Regions from separate parts of the Rattus norvegicus genome. Here region 1 is linked to region 2. Evidence: chromatin contacts called from public Hi-C data. All regions are on one chromosome and are shown on one strand. Each heading gives the region's core, a stretch centred on a gene start, on an enhancer-like site or on the middle of the called end of the contact. The rest is flanking DNA. Distances are from core to core; before and after follow the strand shown.

Evidence for each region. A called contact is a pair of places that touch in the nucleus more often than the background predicts.
Region 1: a contact with region 2 is called in a Hi-C map of liver, with 2.8 times the contacts expected there. The contact joins the promoter of Sall1 here to the enhancer-like site in region 2. A contact is called at or near these places in 3 of 12 Hi-C or Micro-C datasets (hepatocytes and liver).

Annotation. Positions count from the first base shown.
Region 1 is chr19:34,177,834-34,184,665 of GRCr8, reverse strand. It overlaps Sall1 (spalt-like transcription factor 1), which reads right to left and starts at 3,588. Exons shown (of 3, transcript NM_001107415.2): 1 at 3,488-3,588. The coding sequence starts at 3,563. LOC102553576 (a long non-coding RNA gene) reads left to right here and starts at 1,836. Exons shown (of 2, transcript XR_005496994.2): 1 at 1,836-2,927.
Region 2 is chr19:33,836,592-33,843,912 of GRCr8, reverse strand. No RefSeq gene overlaps it. Among named protein-coding and RNA genes, the nearest start is that of Trnap-agg28, 260 kb to the left of the region's middle. Within about 2 kb of position 2,027, at least 2 of the 93 cell types and tissues checked have an H3K27ac peak or open chromatin away from gene starts, as enhancers often do. A contact at or near this core is called in liver, where this site is marked.

The DNA.
Region 1 (6,832 bases), core at 2,339-4,838, 340 kb before region 2:
TCCAATGAGTAAATTACTTTGGTAAATAATAGAATTTCTTTATTAATATGAGTAAGAGGGGGTTTCTCAGGATATTTCTTAGGAGAGTCAATGCTTTATCTGTAAATCCCGATGTTTTAGGTTCCTTCCAATACTATCCTCTCCTTTCAGAAGCCGAGCAGCAAAATACTGAAAACGAATGGAGACAGAATGGGGCCTGCCAGTGACTGCAGGACTCATGAAACCATCACTAAATGGAGTGAAGCAAACCAAACCAAACCAAATCCCAACACACACACACACACACACACACACACACACACACACACACACACACACACACCTGGAAATCCAAACTCAAAGAAAAGTAACCACCTATTAGATCACTAGATTCCCACATTCTCTTTTCCAAGGTTTATCCATCATGGTAAATAATCTTTCCAAGGCTAGTTATCTTTCTCCAAGTAACTGGAGACTTGTTGAATATCTTTTAAGAAATGGATCCTACTTACCACAATTCTATTTTCATAAGAAGCAGAAAAAAAACTTTACAGGAATACACAAGTAGAATAAATTAACGAGGTCCTAAGATTAATTAAATAATCTAACGTCAACCAAATAATCTCTCTCTCTCTTTTTTTTTTTTTTAAAATGGAATGGAGGTGTTGGGATGGCCACTTAGCAAGGCATAGCTTTCTTTGTAAAACTCGACACAACACGTACATAATACACAGATGAGGCCACGGAACACAGCAGGAATGTGCCTGCTTCATGGCCACGGTGGCTGGCTCTGAAAACTTTTCTAGGTTTGACTCTGTGTAGAAGTTAGACAGTTTGGGGGACAGCACGGGAGCGGGGCATGAGCAAGATCCACTTTGGTAATGTCTGATACTTCATTTGCTGTGTAATCAGACCATCTTGAGACAGGAGGAAGGGTATGGCTGGCATCTGAGCTAAGGCATTGCCTTCCAAAGGAAAACTACCAAAGGTCCAGCAGTGGCTTCTCAGGCACATGTTCTAGGTAGGGAAACGGATGGAGATTGCTGGACTCATTGAGGAAAAGTCGAGTTTTAAGAGCAAACTAGAGCTGTGTCGCGAGCATTTATTTCTATGTATCTAACAACTATCCCCAAATGAAAAGAGCTGGGGTATGGTGGGGCCCTCCTGACTGTCAGCTGGTGGGGAGGGCTGCTGGTGTAGGAGTACTGTTACAGCACACTAAATCCTGTAACCCTATTACAAAACCTGCCCTCTAGGCAACTTTTCCCAAACTTATTGTTCAGCCATGTAAAAACAGTCATAATCTAAAACTATTACTACTGAAGAAAAGGAGGGAGCGGGGGAAATGGCCTGGGAGGGGGGGGTGCTTCCTAGGGCGTTCAGGATAATCACTGCTTTGTGGACAATGAACCAGCTTTTAGGAAGAAAAAAAGGAGAAATTAAGTGAAAAAGAAGAAAGAAAGAAAGAAGGGAAACTTGATTCAGTTCCTTAATTAACTTACCTCAAAGCTCAAATAAACTAAAAAAAAATTGTTCTAATAACTAATAATAGTGAGAGGCAGTGAACTCCTTTAATGCTATCGCTTTATGAGAAGCCTTAACTATTAAAAATTCCAGATCCAGACTCAAAGCAAAGCACTAGCAAGCATCTTGCCTTCCGAAACCCGAGGTGGTGGTTGTTAGTTTTGAAAATTTTTGCGTGGAGAATACAAACAACCAATACAAATTAAAAAAACAAAACCCCCAAAACAAACAAAAAAAAAAAAACCCTCCACCTTTCTTCCCCCAGGTTATTTCCCCCCACCCCGTATGCAAATTGTTAAGTTTTAACAGCATCCCAGTGCTAAGGCCTGACTTTAGAAAAAGATTGTTGTGGGGGCGGCAGGAAGCCTACGAAACTAGCCGAGAAACCCCACAAAAATAGTCCGAGTGGTCGCTGCGGCCTTGGTTAATTTCATCTGGTTTTACCCTCAAACCGGTTCTTTTGGGGTGGGAAGCCGGGTGTGTTTTAAGGGATCTTTCCGGAGGACTCAGAATCACACTGGTGAGGCTTCGAGCTTCAAAAGGTGCTGGGCAAAACAGTTGTCCTAATGGCTTTCAGATCGCCTGAAAAAATGTCCAGGTGTCTCAAGCCAGGACTGCCCTCTCCCAACGGCGAGGAGGAAGTAAGCTGGCGGTCCCTTGTCGCTCGGGCTCTGCCTGCGCGTCCCCGCACCCAAAGCCAGGCCTCTGGGGACGGAGCCTACGATTTAGGGCTACCGCGTTCACAGAGCAGAGTGGCCAGAGGTGAGGATCTCAGGTCACGCTTCCGAGCTCTGCTGGGGTGCAGCTCCCTCCTCCACACCCGGGATCGAGGATCCCGAGGGGCAGCGGAGCCGCCGAGCCTCGGTCGGGTCGCTCTCTGATCGACGCAGCGGAAAGTCAGGCGCAGAGTCCGGTGACCCCCGAAACAGAGTGGAGCCTCTGGCCTTGGGAGCTCGGAAACTGCCTAAAACAGCTCAGGTCAAGCTGGGGTCGGAGGGGGTCTTCCCTCAGTAGCCCCAGTTCCATGCTCGGGTCTCTTCTATTCTAGGCCACAGTTCCCGCACACAAACTTTTCCCGACTCATCCAGTCCTTTCCGAACCCTGCCTTCGTCGCCGGCTCGCTCCAGGGGTCTGGCGGACTAACACCGGGGACCCGAGAAAGTGTCCAATGACCCTTTCCAGGACGGGTCCGGAAGGATGAGACTCCATAATACGTGGGGAGCACACATCCAAGTCCGACTTTGACGGGTTATGGTTGCAAGTGTGGAGAGAAACGACAGGAGGACAAACTTGGGAAGCCGGACCAAGCGACACTTCCCTGTCCCTAAGTCAGTCTCCAGAGAGACCGGCAGCACTCGGCCGCGACCCCGGGACGTCGCTCCTCCACCCCAATTCCCTGTTCTCACGGCTCGGAACCCCCAAAGGTACCACATTTTGCCCGCTAGTCAAGTGGGAACGAGAGAGTCGGGGGTGGGAGGGGGGTTACGGCGAGCTCCCCACGCGCTCGGCGTTCAGCCACCCGCACGAAGTAAACTTCTTTAACATTGGCCGCAGGGCTGGGCGGCGAGGCCCAGGCGACAGAGGCCCAGCCCGGGGACCCGGGTGGCGCGCGGGGAGCGGGAGAGACCTCGCGTGGGCATCCACGGATGGCCCCTGCCCGCAAGATCGCCCCTCGGGGCGGCCGGGTTCTGGCCGCGGCTTCTCCGACCCGCTGGGTGGAGGAGAGAGCTGGCCGGTCGACCCTACTCCGCCCAGTCGAAGACACGGAACTCGGGAAAGCTCCAGCCGGGATAGGCTGGCTCTCCCGGGACAGGGGGAAGCCTGGCCCGGCAAATTGAAATCGAGGAAGCATGAAATAAAATCAGACGCGCCGAGTGCAGAAGGCGAGAGCGCCGGTGGGCGCGGAGCCCGCCGCGTGTGCGTGGGTCCGAGTGTGCGTGTGAGTGCGTGTCTGGGTGTCCGCGGCGCGGGCCGGAGCACTCACCATCTCGCCGGGGGAGCGAGGCCACTTCGGGGTCGGATTGGAAATGTTGAGGCTTCGCTTGCTTCCTCCGCGACATGCTGGCTCAAACATCAGCTGGGGCAGAATAAAAAATTACTAAAAAAAATCTTCTCAAAATTACGGAAATCGAGCGGCGGCGGCGGCGGCTCCCCCCGCCCGCCGGCCCGCCCGCCCCCTCCCCGGCTCCCCGGCCCCGGGCACAGCGCGCATGTGTCCTGCTATAATTATGATTATCAATAATGCATTGCGATTAATCATAGAGGGGCTCTTTGAAAGGCGATTGGCATCGGGCCAGCGCTATTCAAACCCGCTCGCCTTAATCAATTAGTTCGTGATTTGCTGCAGACCCCTGTCTCTCCGCGCGCTGGCCCAATAAGCCGGCCGCGGGGCTGGCTCTGCGTGCCGCGCCGCCCGACTCTTGGTTAACCCTCTTGGCGACCGCCCGGGACTCCGCGGCCCGGCCGCCGGGGGCCTGCCTCCTCGCCACTGCGCGCCTAACGCCCCGGCCGGCGCCCCCCGCTCGTTCCCCTCCCCCCTCCCCCGCCCTCCATCCCGGGCTGGGCCGACCCGAATTAGCATGCTCGCCCAGGAGCCTAGCGGAGCAGGGCCGCGTGGGGGTGGGGCTGGCGGCGGGGGCTGGGGACCCAGGCTGCGGGCGAGCGGCGAACTTCCCAACTCCCGCGCTGCGTTCTGGCCCGCGAGGGGGAGGGAGTCCCGTGGCGGGACGGGGTGGGGGAGGGCTCCCCGTTTCGTGAGTGTTCCTTCATTTCTTTAAGAGCTACCAGAAAGCAGCCCACCCCCACTCTCATAAAAAAAAAAAAGCGAGTGGGGAAGAGCCAGCCCCACGCCGGTCCGCCTCCCGCCCGCTGCCGGGCCTCCCTCCCGCCTGCCCGCCGCCTGGCTCGGAGATCCTTCGCCCAGAGTTCTCCATTCTCAGGATCCCGGGCTCGCGGGGGTGCGGAGAAGAGGACCCAGGAAAGGTTTGGGGACGTGATGGGTTTGGGGCCTGGGGGGAGGGGCAGTTTTCTCGCCACCCCATCCTCTCCCTGCCAGGGAGCAGCGACCCTCCAGCCTCCTTAGCTCCCTTTCTCTACCTCGGACATTCCCGGGACAATTAGGGCTGAAGTTTTCGGGAGAAGCGCCCCGAGCCCGTGGGATAAGGGGGCGGCTCGGCTCCGCCCAGGACCCCCTCCAGAACCTCCCCCCGACTGCCCCGGTTGGCTGCAGGGCGCGTCACTCCGCGGGGAGGCGGCGGCCACCGTGGCGCCGCCAAGCCCGGGGAGGGTGGAGAGCAGGGACCTGACTGAGCTCCGAGTTCAGTTTCGGCGGGAGGGAGGGGAGGGGCGCCGCTAATCCAGTGCTAAGCAGAGCTCCCCCGGCCTGGGTGGTGCTGCTGGAGCCAGAACCTAGGCACCGCCTCTACCCCGGACCCTAGTGCTCCCTGCCCTAGGGCTGGAGGCCGCCGCCTCCTCTGCAACGAGGTGGCTGCCTAGAGCCGGGAGTGTGTGAGCGTGGAGGGGGGGTCCCGTCCGCTGCCCCGCTAGCTACGCCGCGACTCGCCTTCACTTTTCCGACACTTGCCACGCGCGGCGCCCAAACTTTTCTCTCCATCTCTGTCTCCCAGAGCTGGGAGCCAGCCTCTCTTACCCGCTCATGGGACCCAGGGATCCGGGCCCTGCACTCCCTCTTCCGGGTTTAGGCGCCTGAGAACCTGAGGCTCGGTCCTTGGCTTAGCTTAGATCTCCTCCTGCCTCGGGGTTTCCGCTCGCCGAGGTTCCCGAAGTCCTGCACCCGAAGGACTAAACTAACTTAAACTTCGGCTGAGTAATGGGGGTGGAGGCGGGGGAGGGGTGCAGATACACAATCCTTGCCCTATCTCGCGATCGGGAGAGGAGAGGGCTCATAAGGACGCCCCAATTCTGGAGCGCCTTTGAGTCTGGATCGTGACACAGTCGGCTCGCGCGAAGTGGGCACTAGCCTTCGCACCAGAGCCTTGGAACTCAGGACCCATGTCGCACTCTCCTAAATGGCTTTTTGCCCCCTTTCCCCAGTTCTTTCCCCCCTAATCTTTTGTGTGCTGGTTGAAAATATCTTTTTTTCGGTCTGCTGACTTTATTCTTTCTTGGTTTAACTTCTCCCTTCTTTCATTCTTCCCGTCCACCCTTCCTCCCTTTTCTTAGTTTTGTTCTTGCTCTCCCACCCCTCACGGGTCCCTAGTCTCCCGCTTTCTCCCTCACCTCGCTCTTTCCTTCTCCCCAGGTTCTGTTGGGTACAGTAGATTTTGATAAAAAGACAAACGAAGCTATCAGAGGCTCTGATGTTGAAGAATGAAGATAATAATGTTTCCATAGGTGGTGTTTCAAATGCCATTATTTCTCACTGAATATTTAAAGAGATCTCTCGGCAAAGATGGATTTGCGCGCTCCTGGGGTGCGAGCCGCTTGCTTTCCCCAAACCCCCGGGAACGTGAGCAGACCTGAGCACGTTTAAAGCTAGCACTCGTCCCTATCCCGCAAATCGGCGCGCTTGAAAACACACCAACGTGCGCCCTCAGGGTGCACCGAAGCTTCCAGGCGCACCTTTCTTCCTTGAATCTGCCGGTATTTAGAGCCGCCCTCAACAGTCTAACATTCTTGGCTTCTTGAAAGTCCTGGCCTCCGGGCAATCGGTGGCCAGAAACCCAATGGAGCTGGCGGTCCCTCAAGCCTTTCTCGGGGTGTGCTCCACGGGAAGCTCCAGGGAGATGCTTCACACGTGCTCTCTGTTGGCTCTATGTGTGATTAAGGGTGGGGGGATCCCCCCCAAAACACCACGAACGAAAACGCAAAATCTGCTGCTTCGCGCTGTTTAATTAAAAATGGGCGAGCAGAGACGAATTAATTGCGGGTATCTAAACTTTGATAACTTTTTTCGTTCTTTTGAGTCCTCGACGACGGAGAGGCGGGCGCCTGGCTCTGCGAGCGGCATCCCCCGCTAATTTCTTGTTTGTTTTCTTTCCCTTTGGCCCGGAGAGAAATGAGGGGAGGTGGAGGAGGGGGATGGGAGGAAGGGGACGGTTGGAATGGCCGGGAGAGAATTGGTCTTTATTGTTGGTGGCGATACATCAATTATAGGCCATTGTCTCGCGCCCAAGTTCCGCGGTTCGCTGGTGCGGTCGCCGAAGTGTCAGCAAGCTGGCGAAGCACTGCGTGCGGCAGAGCAAAGTCATAATTAAATCAATAAAAAATGGACACAGTTTGGGGGGGTTATTTTTTTATATTTGAACGGGTTGGGAAAGCGAAGGACAGTGAGGTGCCACAGCTGGGGTCCCTTCGAACTCCCTGCACA
Region 2 (7,321 bases), core at 778-3,277:
CATCTTCTGGGTGCGGGTCAGGACCTCCACCCTCATACATATCTTTCCCTGCCCTGTGTTTTTATGCAATGAGTTGAATGACTCTTCCCAGTTCCCCCAAAATACCCAGCATCTAAAGAGGTTCCATGCCAGCACAGTAGCACAGAGAGCCCTGTCCAATCACAAAGCCATGCTCCAAGCCTGTCTGTGATGCAGTGGTGTGTGCATGTGGCCTTTCACCAGCCAGGATTTGCCTCTCCATAAGTGGGCTCGTACCACTTTGCACAAGGTGGTGTGTTGAGCAGCAACTGGGGAAATAGCTTTGCAAGGGTAATCAGGTTAAACTGTCTCCTGAGCTTTTTCTCAGATAGCAAGCACTTGGTGGGGTGGGGGAATATCTTTCAAACAGGTTCTCACCTTGCTTCTCTAATTCCAGCTGAAGAGGTGCCAAGCACATTCCTTTGAAGGGGGGGATCTTCATTCCTTTTAGAACTTCGAAGGTTGAAATCAACTGGTACTACTACTGCCTTCTTGTCGTCGTCGTTGTCGTCGTCGTCCTCCTCCTCCTCCTCCTCCTCCTCCTCCTCCTCCTCCTCTTCCTTCCTGCCCCTTCTTCTTCTTCTTCTTCTTCTTCTTCTTCTTCTTCTTCTTCTTCTTCTTCTTCTTCTTCTTCTTCTTCTTCTTCTTCTTCTTCTTCTTCTTCTTCTTCTTCTTCTTTTTCTTCCTCCTCCTCCTCCTCCTCTTCCTTCCTGCCTCTTCTTCTTATTCTTCCTCTTCTTCCTCTTCCTCTTCCTCCTCCTCTTCCTGCCTCCTCCTCCTCCTCCTCCTCCTCCTCCTCCTCCTCCTCCTCCTCTTCTTCTTCTTCTTCTTCTTCTTCTTCTTCTTCTTCTTCTTCTTCTTCTTCCTCTTCCTCTTCCTCTTCCTCCTCCTCCTCTTCTTCTTCTTCTTCACATATTCAAAAAGACAAAATGCTGTAAGACAATTTCAAATGTACAAAGTTACATGTCAAACACAGCTCGACAAAGCAGCGCAAGTGCCGTGTGCACAAAAACGGACATTGAAATGATGGCGTGTGATGACATTCATAAATGACACGAACACCTTGCCTCTGAATAACAGTATACAGATGAGGCTCTCTGCCAAATGCTTCTATGTCCCCAGCCCAGCCAGATGGTCTTGTCTGTGTACTCTTCAGAAACAATAACCCCCTTCCCCCTCCCTGTGTAATCCCTGCCATGCAAGACCTCAGCCTGCTCTCTCTGCTCCCTGAGGGGCATAGTGCTCCACCCATAGTGTTTTTTCTTTCTAAACTTCTTCAAGGCAAACTCCACTTGGAATATTCTTTGCTGGTTTGGAATAAACCTAAAAAACTAAAGCGTTGTTTCTCCTTTCTCCTCTGACGTCATCTCAAACACCCACCCACCCACACACCTGCCTGCTCTCGGCTCTCAACTTGCTCCTCCTACCACATCCAGGCTCCCACACTGAAACCTACCTCCAGCTCTCTGCCTCTGCTGTCCCCTTTCCTCTGCACATTTGCACAGACTTATTTCATAAAAACGTCAGCTGTTAAGTTAACATTATTTAAGGGGCTTTGGGTTTTAGTTCCTGAGTGCAACCTAAGCTGGATCCTCGAAGGGCTGACAAGAAGCCCGGTCTGTATAAAACATGACCCACAGAGGCACTAAATAAATAACCTGGCTGTGGGCTCCCAGGCCTCTATTTATCACCGAGGCAATGATAAGGATCTGATTTAGAGTGAACCCTGCTGAGGGTCGAGCCGGCACAAGCTGTAATATGATCTGCAGGGGAGAGGGCCGATAACCTTAAACAATGCGAAGAAACCCTGTCAGATAAATAAAACAAACTGTTTGTCCATTAAATAGTGCTGTCAGTAAGAGAACGGAGAAGCCAAACACTGCTAAATCCAATTCCTTTATGGCTGCACAAAGCCAGAAACATCCTAACCAAGCTGGGGAGTAAGTCCCCCAGAACAGACCGGGGGCCAGGGATCTGATTACTGAGGTGACTGGGGGAGGAGACAGCAGAGGTTTGATCCAGGGCATGACCTATGTCCTCTGTCATCCGCAGACTTTGGTGTTCTGCTCTGTGCAGTGGCTTTTCATCGTGCTGGTCCAGCCCACCCGGCTGGCTTGTTGATGTGGACCCACGAGATAAGCCTAGCAAAGGAATTCTGAAGAAATTAAGGCAGGATGCTCAGAAATGCTAGTGTCTACGTGATCAGACCAGGCACTGAAGGGCTTGCCAGAGGTGGCGGAGCTCACGTCAAAGGACAACCTCCACTCAACCTCGTCATCAGGCTGCCTCAAAATACAGCCCACTGGTGTTAAGTCTGTTCATGACAGGCATTCAAGTGTGAAATATCAAGAGTCCACATGGAAATGTGAGATTTCTAACATGTTCTGTGTTGACATAGAACATTTTAGTATAATTCCATGTGTGGTTAGTTGAATGCTAGCTGGGTTTGTTGCAGCTTACAGATTGCAGCCTTTGGATTAGTGAAAGCAAGGACAAACGTTTTCCTGGTTGTCACGAAACTCGCTGTTCACATCCTGTAAGAACCTGGAGGTAGAATGGGCAGAGACAGCCATGCCTGCTCACAAGCTCTCAGGCATATCCACCCACGTTACACTTCTCCCTTCCAACTTTATGATGGAATCCACTCAGCATGCCACTGCATATGACACAGAATCACCCCACGACAGAGAATCTCTGCTATTGGTGTCCTGCAAACTGTTCTGGAGATGTTCACCTCTGCACGGAGAACTCTGATCTCATTGCCAGTGTTTCTCAATAGCAGTTGGACAGGGACTGAGTGTCGGCAGGTTCTCTCTCCTCAGGCTCAGGGCAAAGAAATCATGGCCCCACAGTTTAGCTAACACAATGAGTAGCGCCAAATGGACCCTCTGCTTCTTCCTATCTATAGGAGTCTAATCTGTGCTCTTGAAGAAATCCAACCATGTAAGTGGTCAACACGGCCAGGCTAGGTCTTCAGAGGAGATCCAGAGAAGATGCTAAACTGCCCAACAGGGGCAGATTTCTCTGGATGACTATTGGCTGGCTCTCGGTACAGGCTCAGAGCCACCAGTGATGCTTGCTGAATAGGGGCATTCCAGAACCTTTTCCTGGCAGGCCCAGCTGGGTATGACCCAGGGACATTTATCCCTGCCCACTGCATCACTAGTGAGTCTGGCCTATTTTCTACTTGCTGATTTAATGGGAGCATTAATTTTTGATTTCATTAAAGCCAGAGTTCCCAGACTTGTTTGCTTGCCAGACTGTGACTCCTCAGGGACCTTCTAGAAGACAGACTTTGTTTATATAAGGGGGTGAGTTTTGACCTGCCCATTGTGGGCACGGAAGTAAAGAAGCCCTTGTCTCGTCACTATGATCTGGAGAAGCAGGTCTTCTCCAAACCTTACAGACGGTAGAATGGACATCTGGAAATGTAACATGACCATGATTTTTAGAATCAGGACAAGATTGGGTTTCTTCAAGGAGGCTGTGGCTGTAGGTGTCTGCTGCAGACTCTGAAGGTTCTCTCTCTCTCTCTTCATGGCTCATTATGATTTCAACTTCATTTTGGGAAGAAGAAGAGGAAGTATTTATTTGCACAGAATTATATATTTTTCCAGTATTTGATGTGCACTATTGAATTACTCTGCCACCCGTCCCTTCATCAAGCTGGAATCAGGCTCTGCACTGTTTTTTTTTTTTTTTTTTGTATTTGAGATGGTTCTTGGTAGGACTTTGAGGCTTTAGGTCACACTATCTATTCACTGAGAACCTTATGTAACAATGATCAAAGATTAATTCTAGATTGAAAAGCAGTTGCCCAGAATTGAGGGAGAAGTAGATGGAGTCTCAGAACAGACTAAATGGATTGACAATACAGAAATTTGAAATGTTTTTCCTAATGATTCTTTATGTCAGTCCAGTCTTTAGTTCTGTCATAAATGGAATACTGGCTTAGCAGTTTACAGGTGGTGAGGCTGGATTTGGGGGCTGTTGTTTGTGATCTTAGCACTTAGGAGGTGATCTTTGGAGTCCACGAATTCAGGAGCAGATATGTAAATATAACAAGCTCGAATCTCAAAACAGCAACAACCATAACACACACACACACACACACACACACACACACACACACACACCACACACACACACACTTGTGCACAAGTATTTGTACATGGAAAATGGTTTCTTCATATTTGAAGGATTTCCTATATGAATGCAATTCTAAAGTTAAGGAAATAAAAATACAATGTAAGATGGCTAAGAAAAATATTGAAAAAGAGGTATATCTTGAATAATAGGAGTATAAATCCCAGGAATGTAAATGACTTTGAGTCTGATCTAATCCAGAGCTTCAAATGACAGCACTGGAAATCTTTGTTTCTTTGCTTCATCTTTTATGCTGATTTTACTTCCGATGAAAGTTTCCTCCCCCATATCATAACTCCCTACATCCAACCAACTGGACAATACTCCTGTTGACCTGTCACATTTTCTTATTGGCTTGAGACATGTGCACCTTCTCACCTCATCCCTTATTATACAGTATAATGACTGAGCAAAGTGGACAGGCAGTAAAGACATGGTGATCTTAATGGCAGGGGAGAGCAGGACTGTTAAAGACAAAGGGGGCACTGATTCTGGTCAAGAATGGACTATGGATGTTTTCTACAAGTAGAGACAAGATGTATATAGGAAAGAATTCAAGATCATTTTCTCTTTTCTGCCTCATATTAACTCATTAAGGTAGAAAGTTGAAACACTGAAATGGACACTCACCAACAAGGAGGGAGAAGACAAGGTCTCTCTGCACTTGGGAGATGTCTAAGACTTGGTTTTGTTTTGGGAAGGCTGCTTAAGTTTTTGTTTTCTTTTAAGAACCTACAGTAACTCAGTCTGGCTAATAAAGTGTTTGTCTAGTACATTATGGAAGTCCTGGGAGACTATTGAATCAATTAGAATGATTTGTAATTAGCACACCAACCTAATGACAGGGTTTCTCTAAATTGCTTGAAAATAGTTTGGTCTTTTAAGGGACTTGCAATGCCCCTCTTGTGAGCTCATTTATATTAGTGATAAGCTTATTAGCTTTTCAGAAATTTCTAGAAGATAAATTTTGTTCAGATTTTCTGCATGAAATGCCCTAAATTATGAATTAAATGATTTTGTATAATGTCTGCTGTTGTATCAAATAGAAAACTTCCCATCTTTATAAAAAATGATTCACAAAATCCTCTTGAATAAGATAACACAAGAAGCATCTTTGAAAATTCTAATCTCAGGAAAAAATAATGTTAGATTCTAAAGCCCTGTCAGATGGAGATGCCAGAAAGAATAGATCTGCCACTGAGGGTGTGTTCTCACCACTGAGGGTGTGTTCTCACCACTGAGGGTATATTCTCATACCCATACAGATTACATAAGTGCACCATGGTGTAAAATATTTTCTTATCTTTGTTTGCCTCTATTCTAGTTTGCATTCTACTGATGGGATAAAGACCATGACCTAAAGCAACTTGGGAAGGAAAGGATTTATTTCTACTGTACTTTCAGGTAACAGGCAGAAACTGAAACAGAGACCATGAAAAAAATATTTCTTAGTAACATGTTCTCCATGGCTTTCACAGCCTGCTTCTTCATAGAACCCAGTACCACATACCAGGGGTAGTTCTTACCACATTAAGCTGAACCCTGTCACATCAGCCATTAACCAAGAAAATTCCCTGAAGACTTACCTAAAACCAAATCTTACAGAGATTGTTTTCTCAACTGAGGCTGTTTGCCAAGATGATCCTAGCTTCTGTCAATTGAGATAAAAACATAACCAGCACAATTGACCCCTTGCTAAAACACACACACACACACACACACACACACACACACACACACACACACACACACATCACTGTTGAACCATGACCTTTGTTGATATCAATATCACAATATAAAAAATTCCAACTTTTGAAAGACTGTGGGTCTTTCAAAAGTCAATCTCTTTAAATTATCCAAAGTCTCTCTAAAAATATCCTGTCTCTTAACTGTGGGCTCCTGTAAAATAAAACAAAGCTACCTGCTTTTTATTCCAAGAAGGAAGAATCAAGCAAGGCACCATCACAATCAATGCAAAGCAAAACCAAAGTTCAGCAGCGTAAAAAGCTTAGCTTCAGACATCTGGGAGTCACGGACCACATTCTGGTCCCAACGGTGTTGGGTAGCTCTTCTTCTCTGATCTGGCATGGTAGCACACACAGCTATTCTCATAGGCTCATACTATCTACATTCTATGACTGTTGCTACCATTGGCGGTTATCCCATGGTACCAGAACCTTTACTATCCTGGATCTCCATAGCAACTGGACTGCACATTCATCAGCAACCTCTCCAAGGTCTCTTCAGGGATTCTGACCATCCCACATGGTATCAAGCTTCAATTTCTCTCCATTATCCCTTCAATTCTGAGGTTTCTCAGTGAACCAGAGGCCTCTCATGACATATCACAGCATCAAGCCTTTGCTTCTCTCTATTACTTCTCATGTCTTCAAAACAAATGCAATTTGGGAGATACTTATACATTACCAAGTCTGGCTAACCATGGTCTCTCTTGGGCTATAGCTTCTGGGTGCTCACCTCAGAAAATACTTTCCATAGAATTTCACTTCAGTGATACTGGTTTCATCTTAACCACAGCTAAATTTTCAACCCCAACTAACTGATATCATTCATCCATATTAAATAAAGATTTCATTTTAGTGGTTCTGGTCTCTTGTTGATCATAGCCAATTATTTATCAACAGCTGTTCAGAACTGCAGATTGTTATTATTATTATTATTATTATTATTATTATTATTATTATTATTTTCACACGAATCCAATCACAGTCGTACAGGATAGTCAGAATTCCTCTAAAACTTTGTAAGTCAAGAGTCCATCATCTGCACTGTTGTCAGCATTATCTTCCAAGTTTCAACAATACTTCATAAAACTCTGAACAAGGAATTTTCCAACCCAGATGTCTAAACTCCTCCAATCTTTCTCAAAATATTGTGGTTAGGTCTGTTGCTTCAAAACCCCACTCCTGGCACCAATTTTGGTTTTTGTTTCTTATTGTCTAAAGACAATGGGGTGAGTGGTATATTTATCTTGACAATCACAGAAACTAAAGCAGAGACCATGGAGGGGTACTGCTTACTTGCCTGATCTTCACAGCTTGTTTAGTCTGCTTTCATATACAACTCAGGACCACTGGCCCAGGTATGGCACTGCCCACAGTGAACTGGGCCTTCTCATGTCAATCATTAATCAACA